Regions from separate parts of the Mus musculus genome. Here region 2 is linked to region 1. The links are chromatin contacts, called in public ChIA-PET maps. All regions are on one chromosome and are shown on one strand. The core of a region is the stretch at or near the end of the contact, and the rest is flanking DNA. Distances in the headings are between cores, read along the strand shown.

Evidence for each region. ChIA-PET counts read pairs in DNA pulled down with a chosen protein or histone mark.
Region 2: a contact with region 1 is called in an RNA polymerase II ChIA-PET map of memory CD8 T cells, with 29 read pairs. The contact joins the promoter of Tex30 here to the enhancer-like site in region 1. A contact is called at or near these places in 1 of 39 promoter capture datasets (the C10 cell line), 1 of 484 Hi-C or Micro-C datasets (CD8 T cells), 3 of 115 datasets of contacts at active chromatin or transcription factors (astrocytes, memory CD8 T cells and pancreatic cancer cells) and 2 of 9 other capture datasets (adipose tissue and liver).

What each region holds. Positions count from the first base shown.
Region 1 is chr1:43,464,512-43,471,154 of GRCm38.p6, forward strand. All of the region lies in intron 1 of Nck2 (non-catalytic region of tyrosine kinase adaptor protein 2), which reads left to right. Among named protein-coding and RNA genes, the nearest start is that of Nck2, 22 kb to the left of the region's middle. Within about 2 kb of position 1,595, at least 84 of the 459 cell types and tissues checked have an H3K27ac peak or open chromatin away from gene starts, as enhancers often do. A contact at or near this core is called in CD8 T cells, adipose tissue, memory CD8 T cells and 1 more, where this site is marked.
Region 2 is chr1:44,096,807-44,104,044 of GRCm38.p6, forward strand. Tex30 (testis expressed 30) reads right to left here and starts at 5,635. Exons shown (of 6, transcript NM_001356297.1): 1 at 5,522-5,635; 2 at 3,042-3,195. The coding sequence starts at 3,056.

The DNA of each region.
Region 1 (6,643 bases), core at 345-2,844:
TGTGGTAGACATCCATAATTATTTTAGCCATGCAGTTTGAGTGGACGAGCTCCCTTAGCTGTGGCTGCCCTCCCAGGGCTGCTGCTTCAGGGTTCAAGCCCAAAGCACTGTGAAGCTGCCTCAGAATCTGATAGCCAATCCTGTCTGTCTGGGAAGGAAACCAGTTCTGGTTGTCTAAAGAGAAGCTGGCGGCTTTGCCAGGCAAAAAGATCTGTAGGTGCAAACAGAGCTCCAAGTATTTTATTGAGACCCAGATCCATCCCCTTTCTTTTCCTCCTTTCCTCCTTTCTTACTTGCTTACTTAGAGATTTATTTATGAGGGCCCCAGGTATGCTAGGCAAGAGCTCTACCACTGAACCACACCCCTAGCCCGAGACCTTGATTTCTGAGACACAGTTTTTTGGCACTTTTTATTTATTTTCTTTCTGTGGTATGGATGCCTTTGAATAGTAAGGATGACACAGTAACTTTATTCTTCTTTATTGAGTGTATCTCTTTATTGTTCTAATTTTATAAATTCATGTCTTGCTAAAATGAGCAGAACAGACTCCTTAAGACAGTTGTGAAGAAGACTCCTCCCCATCTTGCAGACTTCCTGTTCTCAGCTTCATGTTTGCAGCCTCTGTTTTTGTGGCCACTGTGTATAACTGTACAATCTTCTCAACACATACATCTCTCCCTTTGAAGGGACTTCCTGACAACAGATGAAACACTCTTAGCCTTGGCATGTCCTTTTAAGAGTGACTGTTGCTCTTGGTAGGTTGTTCATTGGAGCCATATTTGGGGCACAGGGTAAATGGTAGAGTTGGATTATTATGCTTTTAGTCAGTGGCCAGATGAAAGAGAGGCCTGGGTATTCCTTTGTTTAGTAACCCATTTGCTACACACAAACATCATCTAATGGTGGGGGTGTGCTTGAGAAATCTGTCATGTGATTCATGTCACAAACCTAAATGGTACAGGAATACCAGACAGCCATGTTACACACCTGGAAGGTCTGGATGTATGTATGTATGTGTGTGTTCATTCTCTTGTTTGTAGTCATGATGACAGCTGTACAAGATTAAATTAAGCACAAGAGAACATGAGGCAATCAGGAGACACAGTAAGCTCCAAGTATTTAAGACAGCAGAGGGGTTATAGTTTGTGTGTGTGTGTATGTGTGTGTGTGCTATGAGCAGTCATTTATCATCAAGTGTAATGTCCTGCATACAATTGCACATGCATTTACATATGTGGCACAGTCGGTTCCATGAGCATCAGTGCCAGGGTGGCTGTGACATTACCAGTCTGTAGGATGTTTGTGTTCCAGTGTCCCCTAAGAACCACTGTAACTTACGTGATTTGTCAGTGACTGAAATTTCATTATGTGGCACATTATTGTATTTTCCGTCAGCTTGTCATGCCTGAAACAGGCAGATAGCCTACCAGAGGTACTATTTAGATTGTACGTTTTAGAAGAAGACATGTTTTGACTGGGTGTCTTTGTAGGCATGTGTATTGGATGTGGCAGGCCCAGACTCCAGACTCACAGAGCTTAGTAGTAGGCTGTGTATTTTCAGCTGCTACACGTGTACTGTTTATTACGCAGTGTCAGGTGACTAATACAGGATACCAGAGTGGCCTATTTTTATTACTTCTTGGTCAGCATTTGCTACCAAGCATGACTCTTCAAAATTACTATTCTCGTTCTCCGTGAGGTTTTTATGGTGTTTCCCCTAATTTTTTCAAGAGTGCAGAAAATTACTTTACGGGGTACCTTTTTTTTTTTTTTTTTTAGCAAAAGGGTGAAGAGGAGATGTTGGAGGTGAGGGCCAGTTTGAACCAGTGGGTGTGAAATGCCGCAGCACTCGCAGCTTGAGGGGCACAGAAGGTGTGCAGGCCTTCCAGCTGGGAACTGTGTGTGCTGAGGGCGTGGTCCTGGAGGCACTGGAAGGAGTAGGAGAACTTGGTCTGTTTTAACCTGCCATAGATACCTTGCTCTCTGAGGGCTCTTTTCCCTTCCCAGAGCCCATCTACACTGTGGCCTGTGCTAGGAACCCAGGGATGGGCTTCTGCAGACTGTGCTTGCATCCACACACCCTGCCTCTGCTCCCTCATAGGTTTCAGGCCCTGCATTCTGTTGCCTTCTGTAATGAGGTCTGTTAGATTTATTACTAGTTTTAATGTCTACAAGTTAGTATAATGATAGACTAGTGCCTTTGTTTTCAGGGGTTTTTTGTTTCTGTTTTTGGATGCATACTGTTGGTCAGACTCAGGAGTGGAGGGAAGTGTTGGTCTCAGAAGCCTGCTGTCCTTTAACTCCTTCCATGTGGGTTGCACATAGGTGCACATAGGTCGCTGTGTGAGGTGGATGGTGCTCAGCAGCACACGGAACCAGGGGCTGCTGCTTCTGGTGCTGACTGAGCATAATTCCATCCACAAACCTTGTGTCTGTGTTTAGAGGGCCTGCGGGGGTTTTATTCCCTCTGTGCGCTTTGCCATTGCAGGGATTCTGTGTGGGTGAAGTCCACTCTCACCTACCAATGCTGAACGGTCGTGCTCACCTTCCTCTCTCTAGAAAGAGGAAGCCTGGAGTGTTTGATTGTGGAGTCCTGTCTGTTCCTTTCATTAGATCCCTTTTACTTTAGTGGTGTCATATTTATTGTTGTTGAGCCACTGTAGGCAACCCCATTTAAAAAGTAGAGAAATGTATTAATGTAACTTCCCATTCAGTTGTTACTGTAGGGCAACTGCCAGCATAGTCTGCTCGTGATGGACAATAAAAGCTTAGAAGTTGACATTGAGTTAACTCGGTAGGACTTTATTTTTTTCATTTAGCCTTGTTTCCACAATAGCTTAACTGCTGTTTTGTGGAAGGTATTTTTGTAGATGTTCTAGCTTGGTGCGCTGATAAGACACATTTAGGAATATCTCTTTCTGAATGTGTAGAACAGTGCTTGGCAAATAGCCCCTGGACTGAATCTGTCCCGCTACCTTTTGTGTGATCAGCCGTATTAGAACACACCCTGGCCAGGCATGGTGGTACATAACCCTAATACTTGGAAGATGGAGGCAGGAGGATCAGGGATTCAAGGCCAGCCTGGCTATGAGTCCCTGTCGCAAAGAAAGAAATACACAAAATCAAAAAAGAGAAAAAGAAGACAGCTGGGATTGGTCAGTTGCATGCTGCTTGTGGCCGCTTTCGTGGTAGCATAGTCGTGGTAGCATAGTCGTGGTAGTGTAGTGGGATTGAGTAATTGTGAGCTTGTGACCCACAAGGCCAACACACTGTGTTTTTTTCGCTCTTTCTGGAAGAAGCCTGTTCACCCTGTACGCCGGAAGTACAGATCTGAAGTGTGACAATGCTGCTTTGGAGCCTTGCCTGCCCCTTTCTTGGCACCATAGCTCTGCACTGTTTTCTGGGGCAAGAGGAGGAGGCAGCCTTCAGCAGAGGGTTTCTGAAACAGAGTGGTTCCTGGCTTATACCCGATGTCTTAATCTGTAGACTTGCTTGTTTCTTCATGGAAAATTTGAGGTAAATTTCAAAGTATTATCCTGTAGAAACAGAGGGCAACCTGTGTGCGAGCACTACAGATATAGCACCCGTGACCCCCGCAACCACAACTGAAAAGTAAAAGGAAGCAGACAGATTTTAGTGGTATGTGGATGAACCCAGTAGAACCCATGTCATGCCAACATATAGTCAGCGTGTCAATTTACTACATTCCAACCCCCCCCCCCTTTTTTTTTGAAGACTGCAGCGTTCCCCCTGTTATGTGTCTTACTCTGTAGCACGTCACAGCTGGAATAGCCATATCCTGAGGAAGCAAGCCCCCATAGTAGGCAGCCCCATCCTCTGATACCAGCTGGCTGGCCTATATAATAGTCACCCCCAATGCAGACTGCAGGACTGGTACATTCCTCCTAAGTTATGAGCACTTGGCTCAACAAGACTGCCCCTCCCCGGCCCCCTTTCAGATGCTAGCTGCAAAAGAACCGCCGCTATTTCTGACTGATCAGTTAATCAGTTAATAAGTTCCCATGCCTTCCTCTTCCTGTTCATGAATGCCATGCGACAGCTGCCAGGACTCAGGAAAGGCCCCGGGTCTACCTGCAACACCACATTTTGCAGAAGTCAGTTACTGCTAGTTTGTTAGGGGACATGCAATTCAGGAATGGCAGGGGACAAGGATGCACAGGCTGTGTGTGGCTGGGGCAGTGAGTGGCTCCAGAGTTTTTACAACCTTTCCAGTTTCCTTCAGAAAATCACCCCAAGGGGCTCATTAACCAGGGAGTCCCCAATCCAGTGTTTAAGAGTTAAGACCCAGTTACTGTTCATCTCTCCTCTGAGCAAGCAGTGGAGGCAAGATCGAAAGACCCCCATATTATGTCCCATCATACGCACAAGTTCAGTCGTGGCCTTTTGTGGCCCAGGATCAACTATCACTCTGGAAATTCTGAGGTTTTCTGGGAGCTCTGTCTGGAAGCCTAGAACACTGCCCAGAGATACTTTTTTGTATTATTTCCATGACAGGGCAGCACTAACTCAAGGCCCACCCATCCCCACCCCTTCCCCAGCTGGCAAGACCTATTTAAAACACTTCTCTGTGAGCAGCTGAGGCTTGCTTATTTTCCATTCTCCCTTGCCCTTGTCTGAGTAATTGTGAATCTCACTGCACTGGTAACTCCCCCACATCTTGGTTCTCAGGAAGCAAATGCAGGAAAATATAGTAACATTACTAGGGATCTTTAAGCGTAGCATTGTGACTGTGCTCACAATAACTTGCTGAAGAATAACCGAGCTGTGGAAGATAAGTTTCCCTGTGGGCTTTCCGAGAAATAGGTTATGTAGCTAAAACTCTCTCCATCCTGCCCACTGTCCTTGTGGACGGTGCGCAGAGCAGACTGACATGGGAGCTTGTCTCATAACCGTAGCGCTCTGGATCTGCTCGGCCTCATCTAGCCAGGTTTGGTGGATAGGGTGTGTGCGTCTAGGTGCTGCTGGTAATTAACGTAGCAGAGGGTTTTGAGTTCTTAGTGATGTCTTTAGCCTCTCTTTGCCTCCTGTGGTGCTTCTGCACGGCGTTGTTTTACCCCACATGTTGGGAATAGAAGCTGGGGCCTTGAGTATACTTGGAGGAGAACGCTCGATCACTAAGCTACACTCACTTGGCGTTTTAATGTTTATTTTTTAGGTTTTTTTAATATGAAGCTGCATTCAGGACTAGGAGCCAGAGCTCTGTCTCAGATCTTGCCCTCTTCAGTCAGCCTGTATCACGTAGATTGTTTCTTGATCCTTCTTCTCTAGGAGAGAAGGTCTGTAGATGGATAGTTACAATATGGGTAAGGTTGGGTAGAACATTTGTTTAACTTGCGTGAGGCTCTGGGGCCCAGCTCTAGTGCCACACAACAAACCCCAGAGCAAGACAAGCAGAGCGGTGCCTTGTGCCGAGCCTTATTTAAGCCTTTTCACAGGAATGGTGTCGCAGTAGAATAACCGCTATGGAATTAAGCGGATCCTGGCCGCTAAAGGGGTGTCTGAGAGGTTTAAGCATTTCCTACTCTGAGCATGTCTTTGTACAGATGCTTTAAAACTGAAGAGGGTGGCTGATGGCCTCTGAGTGTCTTAACAGCTTCAGGAGGAAACACACTTGGTACCTCCTCTTATGGCGGACATTCTTATGAAGGGTCGCACCTGTACCTGCCTTCTACTTTGCTAGTGGGTGAAATACACAGCGTGGTTGTTTCTAGGTAATTAAGAGGCTGGAAACTTACACCGTATGTGAGTGTGTTTGTGTAAATGATGGTATTTAAAATAGTGTCAGTGGAAGCAGGGGGCTTTAGAAGCAGAAGGTTAGTAGATCTGCTTTAGAAAGAAAGGCCAAGGGTCTCTAAAACGGTCCTGACATAACTCAGAATTAGACTGCCTGTGGTATCAGCAGGCAATAGTGCCTGGGATGTGGACAGCAAGAGTAAATTGAGTTGTTACTAGTGGTGTGTGTGTGTGTGTGTGTGTGTGTCTGTCTGTCTGTCTGTCTGGGTGGGTGGGTGAATATGCATACCTATGTATGCCCAGGGGAGGCCAAATTCAATGTCAGACATCTTCCCAGTTTGCTCTCCACGGCGTCTCACTGATTGGCTAGACCAGCTGACCATCAAGCTCCCAGGATCCTCCCATTCATGCTGTGCTTTCTCCAACACTGGGAATTTAGGCATGTTCCATCATGCCTGGCCTGGGTGCTAGGATCTAAGTCAGCACCTTCTTTTTGCTCAGCAAGTACTTTACCCACTGAGCCATTTTTTTCCCCCCTGGCTTGTGAATTAGTTTCCATTATTTTAAATATGGAGATGTTTAGCAGGTTGGTAAAAATATTTTTGGTCTTTTAAAGTAGTTCAGCTCTTGAAGGAAGTCATTCTAAGGAGTAGTCTGGGCTTCACGCGCTGGCCTGGCATCTGATATGCTTCTCGACCGCTCGTTATCAGATCTGCTGTTAACACTGTGATTCTGCCGTTTTATAACTGATCGTTTCTAGTAAGAAACGTGGGGCCTGGTTTGGACAGATTCTTCAAGAGTACTTTCACTCTTATTATGCCCCTTAGGTAGAAACCAGTATTTTGTTATGACTAAAAGAAAGTTTTTAAAAGCTAATATTTCTAAAAA
Region 2 (7,238 bases), core at 4,385-6,884, 640 kb after region 1:
AATAAAACCACACACTTACAGACACTTGATCTTTGACAAAGACACCAAAAATATACAATGGAAAAAAGAAAGCATCTTCTATAAATGGTGCTGGTCTAACTGGCTGGCTGTATGTAGAAAAATAAAAATGGACCCATATTTGTCACCTTGTACAGAGTTCACGTCCAAGTGGATCAAGGATCTCAACATTAAAACCAGACACACTGAATCTAACAGAAGAGAAAGTGGGAAACAGCCTTGAACTCATTGGCACAGGGAAATTTCCTAAACAGAACTCCAATGGCTCAGGCTCTAAGATGAAAAACTGATGGAACCTCAATTCCATGGAAAAAAAATGGAACCTCATGAAAATGGAAAGCTTCTGTAAGGCAAAGGACATAGTCAATAAGTCAAATCAGCAAGGTACAGATTGGGAAAAAAATCTTCACTAACCCCACATCCACTAGAGGGCAATTATCCAACATATATAAAGAACTCAAGAAGCTAATCACCAAAACACCAGACAACCCAATTAAAAAAAGAGTACAGAACTAAACGGAGTTTTCACAACTGAGGAATCTCAAATGGCTGAGAAGCACCTAAAGACATGTTCAAAGTCCTTAGTTATCAGAGAAATGCAAATCAAAATGACCCTGAGATTCCACCTTACACCAATCAGAATGGCTAGGATCAAAACCTCAGGTGACAACACATGTTGGAAAGGATGTGGAGAAAGAGAAACACTTCCCCATTGTTGGTGGGACTGCAAACTGGTACAACCACTCTGGAAATCAATCTGGAGGTTCCTCAGAAAGTTGGATATAGATCTACCTGAAGACCCAAAAGATGCTCTACAGGGGCATGTGTTCCACTATGTTCATAGAGGCCTTACTTATGATAGCCAGAAGCTGGAAACAACCCAGACGTCCCATGGCAGAATAATGGATACAGAAAATGTGGTTCATTTACACAATGGAATACTATGAATGGAACTAGAAAATATCATCCTAGCTGAGGTAACTCAGATCCAAAAGGACATACATGGTATGTACTCACTAATAAGTGGATGTTAGCAAAAAAATAAATAAAAAATAAAATAAAATAAAATAAAATAAAATAAAATGCGTAGAGTACCCAAGATACAGTCAACAGAACTCAAAAAGGTCAAGAAGCTTTAGTGCCCAAGTGCGGACACCTCAGTCCCACATGGGAGGGAGAAGAAGCAATCACAAGTGGGTTGGGAGGGAGGGAATATGAGAGGGACTGTGGATGGGAGGGGGAGTGGAGGGCGTTAGCGGAACCTCATCTGGTATTGGGTGAGGGAAAAGGACTGAAGCCCTGAGGGTCAGCGGACAAAATGGAAACAGGCAACCTTGGAAGGTATGAGGTTGGGGGACCCTCCAGGATGCACCAGAGACCTGGGAGGTAATAGACTCTCAGGACTCAAAGTGAGGGACCTTAGATGAAATGTCTGACAGTAGGGAGAGGAAAGTTATAGATGCCAGCTCCTGCAAAAACAGGGAATCAAATGAGGGAGAGGGGGCCCATTCCACAGTCACATCTCTGACCCACAATTGTTCCTGTCTGAAAGAATTATAGGGATGGAAATGGAGAGGAACCTGAGGAAAATAGGATCCTTTTGGCCACTGACAGGCCCAAAGCAGGATCTAGCTCCAGGGAAGGTGCCAAGGCCTGACACTATTACTGAGGCTATGGAGCATTCACAAAAAGGGACCTATCATGACTGCCCTCCGAAAGATCCAACAAGCAGCTGAAAGAGTCAGATGCAGATATTTGCATCCAACCAATGGACAGAGGCAGCTGACCCCTGTTGGATTAGATAAAGGCTGAAAGAAGCTGAGGAGAAGGGCGGCCCTGTAGGATTACCAGCAGGACCTCTAAACAGACCACCACCTTCACATACTGTACCACCAAACAGACAGCATACACCAGCTGATATGAGGCCCCCAATGCACATACATCAGAGGGCTTCTGGGTCTGTGTTCATTCAGAGATGATGCACCTAACCATCAAGAGACTGGAGGCCCCAGGGAGTTTAGAGGTCAGGTGGGGTGGGGACATCTATGTGTGTATGTGTGGGGGGAAGGTATAGGATGTAGAACAGTCGGAGGGTAGATGGGGGAGGGAATAAAATATGGAGTGTAAAAAAATAAATTAATTAAAAGAAAAGAAATACTGTCAAAAATAAACAAAACAAAACAAACAAAGTTTGGAGCTGAGACAAAAGGATGGACCATCTAGAGACTGCCATATCCAGGGATCCATCCCATAGTCAGCCTCCAAACGCTGACACCATTGCACACACTAGCAAGATTTTGCTGAAAGGACCCTGATATAGCTGTCTCTTGTGAGACTATGCCGGGGCCTAGCAAACACGTAAGTGGATGCTCATAGTCAGCTATTGGATGGATCACAGAGCCCCCAATGGAGGAGCTAGAGAAAATACCCAAGGAGCTAAAGGGATCTGCAACCCTATAGGTGGAACAACATTATGAACTAACCAGTACCCCGGAGCTCTTGACTCTAGCTGCATATGTATCAAAAGATGGCCTAGTCAGCCATCTCTGGAAAGAGAGGCCCATTGGACTTGCAAACTTTATATGCCCCAATACAGGGGAACGCCAGGGCCAAAAAGTGGGAGTGGATGGGTAGGGGAGTGGGGGGAGGGTATGGGGGACTTTTGGGATAGCACTGGAAATGTAAATGAGGAAAATACCTAATTAAAAAAAAAAGAAATACTGTCATGTGCTTTAAGTGCTAATATATTAACTCATGTAAGCATTCCTTATAATTCTATGAGGCAATTACTATTATTCCTACTTTACAGATACAGCATAGCAGATTAATTTGCTCAAGGCTACATAGCTATTAGCTAAGAATGAAAAGTCAGGTTCTTGTTCTGGAATCTTTACAATTCTAAGTCTGTACTGCCTCTACTGTGCAAACTGAAAGCAAGGCTATTATACAGAAATGATGATTTAACCCATTCTCCTACCTCCCAAAGTTGACCAGAAGATACTGAGGATATGACCATAGCTTACCTCTGTATGACTCATTTTCACTGTTGAAAAATAAGCGTAAGGTGCACTACATCTGAGAAGCAAAGGGCATCTCTCTGAAAAGCAGATTCTGTTGTAAAAGGTGAGTTGTCAGACAAGGATATGACCCCAAACTAGGAATGTGCACATTCAAAATCTGAAATAGACACAATTAGAAACTCTTTTACACACTGGTATCTCTGTACATAGTCATTACTCAACCACATATTACTTTCAAGATTTTTATGAGCACTCAAAACTAATTACAGGAGCTGGCAGATATTATATAAGACAAAGCAAATTTGATACTTTGACACAGACACCTTAAAGTAGTTCATTCCAAAACAAGATGCTATACCTTTTAAAAATATATTTGGAATATATTTATAAGAATCTCCATTCTTAACCAGCCCAACTTAATTTCTACTAAATAAGTTCCTTTGTTATTCCTTTTTTGATACAATCTCAACAATTTTTAATTATTTTCCCTGAAGCTATTAAATCAATCATTCCATTTTTCTCTCCTTCATATAACAATAGTCCTTGTCATGTGATCCTATCGACTCTGGGTTTGGCTACCAAAACATTTCAAACTTCTACTTTTGAGTTAAGCTATGGCAGATTTCTAGAAATTTCGAACTGATTTTTCACCCTGAACCACAGAGAAAATCTATCCCGGGATTTTTTTTTTCATTTTCAGCCAGAATCCTATAATGAAGATAGTCTGAGAAAACTTAAAGCCAAATTAAAGCCTGGAGCGCAGTCTAAGTCACAACTGACCTGAAGGGCTGGAAGCACTGAGAGCTACTATAATTTCTGAGATCCCCTTTTATTGTGAGAGCTTTCATTTTTCAGCATATCACTGGCACGAGAATTTCCATTATCATCCATGTGCATGGACATTTGTTTATTCAGTAGGTAACAGTAACATGGTTCAAAGCGCAAAAGATTCGAAGAATATATTTAAAAAAAAAAACCTTTGTCAAAATAAGCCTCTAATTTTTTTCTTTTTTCTTCTCTTCTTTCTCCTCTGTGCTCTTTCTAGTCTTTTAAACTTGGGGAACACAATCACTCAAGAGAGTGAAATGGGGAAACTAATGGAAATACCCTACTGCTCCTTAAAAAGACTTAAACTAACATATTAGTCTTGCACCTCTATCCACATCAATGCACTTCCCCTTCCAGTTCCAAATATATCAAGAACTGCCAGTTTTTGTGTGATCTGAAGGCTTTTATTAATTCAGACTAGTTTTATAGATTCCCCCCCCCCCCGTTGGTTTAACCACTGCTTTTTAAGAGTTCATTATTCAACTGTTAATATCTCCAAGGTGTCTTTCCCAGTGACTACCCCCCCACCCTCGCAAAAGCCAGGTTGGGTGGGGCCTGACTATAATCTCAGGATTTGAAAGGCAGAAAGGAGAATCTGCAAATTTGAGACCAGACTGGGCAAGACCCTGTCTCAAAAACAGAACAAAACAAACAATAACAAAACTAAACACAAAACAACCAACCAACCCCATAAAGAACTCTTTCCTGTCACTTTAATGGGATTTCAGAAAAACAGTACACTTAGATACATGTTTTTAAGTTAATATCAACCTGGGAAGCTCTTCCAGACTAACCTGTGATTTTAAGGAAAACGGCTTTCCTCCAGACTTCATTATGAACTTGTTCTAGACTGCTTCAGCAACACCGAAAACGTCCCATATGGTAAGCGCTCGAAGCGACTGTTATCTCCGCCCCCCCCCCCCCCCCCACGCTTTAGATAAGGGAGGACGGAAGCCTGGCTCAGCCTCAGTGTCGCCCCACAGCAGAGGGAGAACACTGCACCAACCCACCAACCCGGTAGAAACAAGGTGACGACTGTGACACAAAACAAATATAGCTGATGCGGTACGGGGTTCAAACGTCCTGGACAATCAAGCCAACAGTTTAGGGGGGAGGGGCTACTCACACTCACAAGGTAGTTATTTTCTGGTAGTTAGCTTCCACTAAGCTCCCCAAACGCCACGGCCACCCGACTTCCAGTTTAAAAAAAAATAAACATTTACTCACTGTCTGTTCCGTCTGCAGCACTACCTAGGCTGTCACCGCGCGAACAAAACTGTGAGTTCTAGGATCGCCGGGGTCGACCAACCATACGACCAAAAAAAAAAAAAAAAAAAAAAAATTCCAAACCCGAGGTTAGAGGTCGACGGGAACCGTCGTTTATTCGCTTAACGAACGCGCGCGTCCCGGGCCCGTCTGGGAGGAGGCTTAGCTCCCGTCACCCCCAACAGCTCGTGAGAGTCGCCGCGGCCCGGCTCCACCTGCCCGTCGTCCTAAACCCGTGTCCACCCTCCTCGGCAAAACAGACCGTCGGCGGCTGCCGGCCGGGAGCGCTTGGCTTCCACGGACGCCTCGGGCGGAGGAGAGCAGCAGCCCCCGAGGAGCTGCCGGCCGGCCTCACCACCGCTGCCTCCACTTCCCGCCGCCGCGCTTACCAGCGAACGCACGAGTGACCGCCAGCGCCCAACCGCCCTCACTCTCTTCAGGGAGCGAACTAACACGCTCGAAGCGACCGCCTCGCCGCCCCCGTCAGCGCGGCCCGCTACTGCGCTGGCGCACGCAGGCTTCGCCCGGGGCTCGTGGGGCGCGCCGCGAGGCTCGCCGGGAAAGAGAGTTTTCTGCCGGCTTTTAGCTCGGCCACGCCCCTCGCGGGCGCCTGGAGGCTGGACTCCTGAAGCCGGAGTCTGTATGCTGGGACCGCCGAGCCGAGCGCGGGAAAGGATTTTCTTGTCGCTGCCTTGGCTTCTTCCGGTCTGATCAGCCCATCGGAAGACACGGAGTCAACCCTGACAACTTCTTTCCTCACATCCCGCCGTGAATTCTTTATCCCTTTGCATTTCAGGCGGGTACGATTCAGTACCTCGCGGGCATAGGACAGCTATGCATGCGGCCCAAAACAAAATCTTGCACTTAAAATTCTCTCATTCTCTCTCTCTCTCTCTCTCTCTCTCTCTCTCTCTCTCTCTCTCTCTCTCTCTCTCTCTCTCTCTCTCTCTCTCTCTCTCTCTCTCTCTCTCTCTCTCTCTCTCCTCTCTCTCTCTCTCTCTCTCTCTCTCTCTCTCTCATTTATCAATCATCTATCTATCCATTCACCTAAAGTATTTTTATTTTTTGGCGACTTGACCTCGTAATTCCCTGTGCGCCAGGCTAGGTTAAGCCTCCCACATTACCATTGCCTGCTTTGTCTACCGGTCATCAGAAGGGTGGGTTGCTAGCATCCTTGTGCCCATCACTTCATTTGGATAACCCTGAGGGTATATAGGACCCATCCACTCAGTCCCACCCAAAGACTTCGTACCTTCCTCTTTAGAGCCAAATAATCAGAATTTCCTCCTGTTCTTTCAGGGGCTTTGCCACTTCACCCCAAACCTACCAAGCAAGCCCAACTGCAGAGGTTTGACTCTTCCAGTTCCTCAGATTGCAGCTTTTACTTAGGACTTCATCTACATGTCCTTTTTGTCTTTTTCCTTAAGGAGTGTGTGTGTGTGTGTGTGTGTGTGTGTGTGTGTGTGTGTATTTATTTGACTGACTCTCCTGATTAGGATAACACGTGGCAAATGTTTACTAAATGAATTAAATCCCCCTTATGCACTTGGTTACCTGCCCTCTTCTGACACAGTACATATTAAGAAACAACTAAGGGAAAGCCATTTATGACAAGTGCTTTCTCAAGTTACAGTCTTAACATTTTTAAATTAACACTTCCTTATTGTCTGTTAACCTGTCTTCCTTCTTTCCCTCCTCTGCCCGTTTTCTTCCCCAGACTCTCTCCTCTCTTCTTTGGGTTCTTGAGTGTGTTACAGTGTCAAAAACCAGGAGCCAACACTGAGATGTTGCAAGGGAAAAATTTTACTCTTACAGCCAGACAAGACTTAAACTCTCCTCAGTAGTAGGAGAATAAAAGCAGCCCAGACCAGAAACAGGCCTTTTTATGGCAAATGAGCAAGTGATTTTTAAAAAGACAGACAAAAACAAAACAAAACAAAAAACGGAGCCAACAAATGGAATTTTGGAGTTATTTTTATGAGCATAGGAATGGTACATACTCTGAGTAGACAGTGAACATACCATGAAACAGTTTATGGTCACCAATTCTTGCAAGAATGGAAACAGTTTACATTGTATCATTCACAAGATTCCTGCAGAAAAACA